2 separate regions of the Mus musculus genome follow, and region 2 is linked to region 1. The links are chromatin contacts, called in public HiChIP or PLAC-seq maps. All regions are on one chromosome and are shown on one strand. The core of a region is the stretch at or near the end of the contact, and the rest is flanking DNA. Distances in the headings are between cores, read along the strand shown.

Region 1 (2,895 bases), core at 164-2,663:
CGCCCCTTATCTTCTCCAATAGTTAACTAGTCTTAAGCCTCCTTCATCATGAGCCGGGGTAGAAAGACTGAGCAGGCTTTTCAAGGATTTCCATTCAAATGTTTAAGTCTTCACCACGAAAAGAATGCAGTATTGCTTTCCAACAACAAAATGTGCGGACACTCAAAGACCTTGACTTAAGGGAGAGAAAATAACAGGAAAAAAAGAATTTATAAACAATCCATTTTCTAATTTTGAGCTAGAAAATCAACAAATGTACTAGGCAAAAATCATTCAGATTCCATTTTCCATCCCAATCTCTTTGTGTGTTAAATTGACTATTCCTAATCTCTCCAGAGGAATGTAACTAAAACCCAGAGGGAGGAAAAACCCCTATGTCTGTAGAGATATGAAAACCAGACTTATAAATAAAAACCAAAGCATACACAGTCATTTAACCAGAAGCGCAGGGCCTAATCTAGATTCTATGAATCAAGGGAAAAGGTATCTCAAACCAGACAAGATCCCTGTGAACTCACACATCCCGGGCCTCGAGAGCCACGCTAAATAGACTAATTCGCCTAGTTCCTCATAAAAGGCAGCCTTTCCCCCAAGTATGACTCCATCAGCAATGGGAGGAAACTGCGAAGAAGCAGAAATGGTGAGGTGGTGAGCCAATTTGTCTGACAAACTAGTGCGAGCTCAGATAAGGACCGATTCAAGTTTGCATTTGAGACAGGCACAGAGAACTGGAAAGTTGTTGTAGCAAGGAGTGCTGGATTAAGGCAGTGTTTGGAGTTGTTAACTCAAAAAATTTGCCAATAGATAGCAAATAGGACAGAACGGACAAACAATATAGGGCTTTCTTCATAATTACTAGACTTTGAGGTGATAAATGTCTGAATCACATTGGAAGCTGAGGGGCTGAGAAGGAAGGCGTGAGGGTGAAAGGCATTTCCGGGCATTTGAATAGGAGCAGAGAGCTCTGGAGCCAGTGACATGCTTCAAGTATGTTCCCAAACAGGGAGTTATTCCGGCCTGAGTTGGCAACTCAACTCTCCAAAAGTATGCGCTGGAAACACAGCCCTGACTACAACAGTCACCCACAGCAACTAAAGCCACCCACTACCCGGCAGATGACCCCATAGAGCAAACCAACCCATCTGGTCCAAGCTCCCCACCTCCTCGGGGCTTGAGTCCGAAGACAAGGAGGATGGAAAAGTTTGGGGAGTAGCCACACTAGAAGGACATTCATTCCTGAAACCCTCCTCTCAGGTGTTCCTGAGAGGGAGGATGACATCTGGCCAGTCCTCCGCTGGCCACCACTCCTCCCCCCGGGGGGTGGCATTAGGAAACCCTGGACAACCCGCTAGTAAGTCCTCGCGTGCCTAGGCACCTCCCCAGACTTATAAAGGTCGCTGCGCTGCGCCGAGTAGCTCAGCTCACTTGCCTGGCTGCTCAGAGTCACAGCGACTTGGTGGGCTCTGGTACCTGGATCAGCTCGGTTCCAACTCAGCCACAGGCACCTTGCTCCCGCTGGCCGCCGCGCACTCCGCAAGCTGCACCGAGAAAGAAGGATGGAGACGCTCCCTGCCTCTTGGGTCTTGACGCTGCTTTGTCTAGGTAAGCCCTCGACGCCCCCAAGAGGAGAAGAGGGGGAGGAAGGCGCGGTGCATTTGTCATAGGACAAGTATGGAGTTGTTAAAGTGCGCTCAGTCTAAGAGGATGTCTTCTGTGAGTCTGTCTTTCTCACTGGCGGGGCTGGGGAAGTGCGGGATGGTGCGACTTGGTCGGTTGACGTTGCTTTTTGTCGATAAATTCATGACTAGTTTATGTTATGCATGAATTAATATCAATTTTACTGAAAAAAACTTTTTAAAAGTTTTAAAGGTTTTCTCCCCCCCTCCCCGCCCCCACTTTCTTTTGAAAATTGAGCAGTTCTAGAACCCCAAAGGTATGGACAGTATCTCTGATAGATAATGATTTACTTTCTTAGGGTGGTGCAGGAAGAGATTGCTTCAGCCTGCTAGAGACCTTTGTGCAAAGGACCAGTTTACAACCAGGGGGCTCTGGGATGTGCCTGCTCCAGCAGGGCTGCTGGGGCCAAGGCTACCTGGTCAGGTCCAGGAAGCAACTGCCAACAGACTTCTCACCTGCTGCTTTCCCCAGCAGCCCCTGCCTCCCAGGCTTAAAGATGGGTAGTTTAGAGAGGTTTTTGTTTGTTTTATGGGTAGTTTTCTTGTTTGAAATGAGTTAGCTCTGTGGGCAGGGGCACAAATGTGGGAATCCCATTATTTGCAAAGTTTCTCTCTCTCTCTCTCTCTCTCTCTCTCTCTCTCTCTCTCTCTCTCTCTCTCTCTCTCTCTCTCTCTCTCTCTCTGCTTTATTTTGTTTAACCAATTGTCCCTAATTTCTTAAGTGCCAGATGATTTAAGAGTTATATATAAACTTTCCCAATAGATGAACGTTTTAATAAGGAAATAAAAGTTATCAATCCCACATTCTTCTTGAACTTGCAATGAGACAAATTTCCCTGAGACGCTTCCTGTGCAGGATGCGACAGTTAAATTATTATTTTGACACGCCTTACAGGGGTTGGGAACCCTAATGAAGTACATACTATGCATACTTAGAGATTACACGTTTAAGGGCAAGAACCCAAGTGGAAACTGGATCTGTGGTTTCTGTCAAAAATGAGCTAAGAATGCCTTGCTAGAAGAGCAATTTTAAGCAACGTGGCTTCACTGTGTTTAGTTTAAGGTCTCTGAAAAGGATAAACTCCAATCGGTGACAGTCTTCCTCAAGTTAGGCATGAACCTAAAGGTCACAGTGGTGGAGTGACTTTGTTTTTCCACTTACAAGGTGTATCCAGACAATGCAACTGTCTATTCTGTGCATCTCAGTGGATATGCTAAT
Region 2 (2,895 bases), core at 238-2,737, 250 kb after region 1:
TCCTTCTCCATTTAGTCTAGAAGATGGGCCCCAGGACTGAGAGCTGAGCATCTGACTAGCTGGCACCGGTGGGCACATGATTTCTGCTCATGGATCTGAGTAAACCGGGTGACTATTGATACGTGTTGGAATTCATCAGTCTCTGTTGAATAGATAGTCTCGTTTATGGCTCAACCTGATCAGTTTGACCTGAGATAGCACAACTTAACCTGTGGATTCTATGTGTGCTTCTTGATATCTTGCATTTCTGAGCATAAATTAAGCTTCAAATGGTTGGATAAGTTTCCCTTACCTCTTATGCACCCACTACCAACAGCCCTCCCAAGATACAAGTCTAGATTTTGAGAATATAGTTGCCATCCACTAGAAGGATCCCTCATAGTTGGGTCTGCGTATTAAGACAGGTAGTGAGGAGCATCTCAGAGAACCTGAGTACAGGTAAAACTCTGTGAGTGCTTCTACTGGAAACACTTAACATTTTCTATGTTTTTGGTATAATACAAGGAATGCTCATGCTATCCCCAGGTATATTACTATCCTATGTTTTCTATACAGGAAGACAGATATTTTGAAAAGTTCAATGATCAGTCAATGATAATTTAAAACCCACATTGTTTTTGCTTGAAAACTATACCATCTTTTGGAACAAATATTAAATTCCCATTTTATAAGTCTAAAGAAGTTTCTTCGTGACTTCAGGCACTTGCATGACCCTTTGTGGTGTACATAGCACAGGCTCATCTGAGAGGTATGAACGCTTGGGAATCAGTGCGCACCTCAGCAACGCGCTTCCCACGATTCTACCGTTAACATCTCCAGAGCAGCAAACATGCTGCAGAGCTCAGAGATCCACCATGGGAAGTCACACCACAAACAGGGCAGGAGTGGCAGTCAACCTTATGAGTCATTCGGGACAAGGGTCAGCGAGCTTTCCCATGACAAGCCAGATAGGCAGCACTTTTCCCTGGGCAGGACACCCCACATCTATGATCAAGATGCGCCGATCATAGAGCTTTGCCACACATAGGCATTCCATATACAAAATTAACCAGAGAAAGCAGTTGAGAATTCTAAGTTTTGAAATAGCTGTGATGCTGGAAAAAGCCTAGGCTTGGCTGACAATAACCTGTGATTACTCACAAAGCAATATCAGTCTTGAAACTGGTTCCAGGGGCTGAAATAATGTGTAGTGTCCAGGAAGGGCACTTTCCTGGGTTTGTGTAGGAAAGCCAATAGCTGCAATCCTCATGGGTTTCATGCTTTAACCACTTGGAAATTACTCTACCTTCCAGGTTAAGCAGGTTCTGTAATTCCTAACCAGCAACATTTGATATTTTCTATAGACTAGGGGCTCCTTTGGGGTTGCTCTTCTCCCATATTTTGTGTGAAAGCTCTTTTCTCCTTTTATGCTGCGCCTAGAACATGAGTTCCATTCAGACTCAGTAAAGAAGGCAGCAGAGGTCTTAAACTTTAAGAGGAGGAAATGAGTCAGTGAGATTGTGGTGTGCTCTTCCCAGCATGCTCAGCGGTGTGGAAGGACTGTCAAGGAAACAGAAGAACGCAATTATTTTGTTTCTTCTATCCAAGTCTATTTACAATGTCTTTCTCCTAATCTTAACCTGTGAGTCATGACCCTCATGGGGGTTGAATGACTCTTCCACAGGGGTCACATAATCAGATATCCTTCAGCTTGGATAATTATACTACTATTCGTCACAGTATCAAAGTTATGAAGTAGCAATGGAACAATGTTATGGTTGGGTTCAGCACACCATGAAGAACTGTATTAAAGGGTCACAGCTTTGGGAAGGTTGAGATCCTAGAACTTTTCTATAAAGACTGAGAAACAGGGAGTCCCACACCACTTGGATCCAGGTCAGGGGAGCCAAACACCTGAGGGAGGCTTAAGAACTTAAGAACTTACTCTTGACTCTTCTATGACATGTGACTGTTTTTTTAAGGGTCAGACCTAGTTAGGAATTCTCCTTCATATTGACCCTTTTATCCTCTCTCTAGAAAGAGTGTATTAATATCAGGAGCTGGGGCAACTATTTTGCAGTAGTGAAGTTGATATTCAAGAATAGCGGGACAGAAAGACAGGAGAAGCTGCTTTGACATCCCCAAGTGACTGTAACAACGCTGTTATTGAATGAGAAGGCAGTATCCTGACTGGTGACACTCCTGTGACAAGCACTTCTATTTGGATTTGAATGAATTTCTAACCAATACATGAATACATGTTCCATAGCCATTAAAACACATACTATGAGAAAAAGAATATTAGCCAAATTGTAATGATGAATTAAAACTAAGAAAAAATAAACTGTCCTGTGGGCAGAGAGATTAAGAAACTTAAACCAGATAAGTATATAAGGTGATACAATATATTGAATGTCTCAAGCTTATTTCTTTCTCCCACTTAATGAATAGTTTTACTATAATAAATGTTAATAAATATTACTATGTAAAATATTATAAGGGGTCAGAGAGGTGACTGTCTAAAAGCATTTCTCAATTCCCAGCATCCAAAGGGCAGCTTATGTCTCATATCTAACTCCCGTCCCAGAGGGTCCAACACACTTTTCTGGCCTCTGACAGCACCATGCCCACATATGATTTATAGACATACAAGCATGCAAAATACCCATGTACATAAAATGAAAATTAAATAAGGGAAAAATATATAGAAAATAATGATTTTTAAGCAAAGACAAAATATCACATATTTACGTATGTCTACTAAATTATTGACTGTCAATGTTTTCATCTATGTATTTATCTGTAACTATTTATCTTGATTTATCATGTCCTAAATGAAGTGCCTCCTTTATACATCACAAAACCACAATCAATGTCATTTATCCTACCACAATTGTCTGAGTGGAATGACTTAAG

What was found. HiChIP or PLAC-seq counts read pairs in DNA pulled down with a chosen protein or histone mark.
Region 2: a contact with region 1 is called in a FOXA1 HiChIP or PLAC-seq map of pancreatic cancer cells. The contact joins the enhancer-like site here to the promoter of Ereg in region 1. A contact is called at or near these places in 7 of 39 promoter capture datasets (the 3T3-L1 cell line, 3T3-L1-derived adipocytes, embryonic stem cells and 3 more), 1 of 15 datasets of contacts at CTCF or cohesin (the NIH/3T3 cell line), 2 of 484 Hi-C or Micro-C datasets (bone marrow-derived macrophages and tail fibroblasts), 1 of 115 datasets of contacts at active chromatin or transcription factors (pancreatic cancer cells) and 3 of 9 other capture datasets (adipose tissue, macrophages and pancreatic islet).

The regions. Positions count from the first base shown.
Region 1 is chr5:91,073,204-91,076,098 of GRCm38.p6, forward strand. Ereg (epiregulin) reads left to right here and starts at 1,414. Exons shown (of 5, transcript NM_007950.2): 1 at 1,414-1,602. The coding sequence starts at 1,557. Gm19610 (a long non-coding RNA gene) reads right to left here and starts at 1,732. Exons shown (of 3, transcript XR_001784889.2): 1 at 1,471-1,732; 2 at 1-175.
Region 2 is chr5:91,319,029-91,321,923 of GRCm38.p6, forward strand. No RefSeq gene overlaps it. Among named protein-coding and RNA genes, the nearest start is that of Gm19619, 37 kb to the left of the region's middle. Within about 2 kb of position 1,488, at least 21 of the 459 cell types and tissues checked have an H3K27ac peak or open chromatin away from gene starts, as enhancers often do. A contact at or near this core is called in the NIH/3T3 cell line, pancreatic cancer cells and tail fibroblasts, where this site is marked.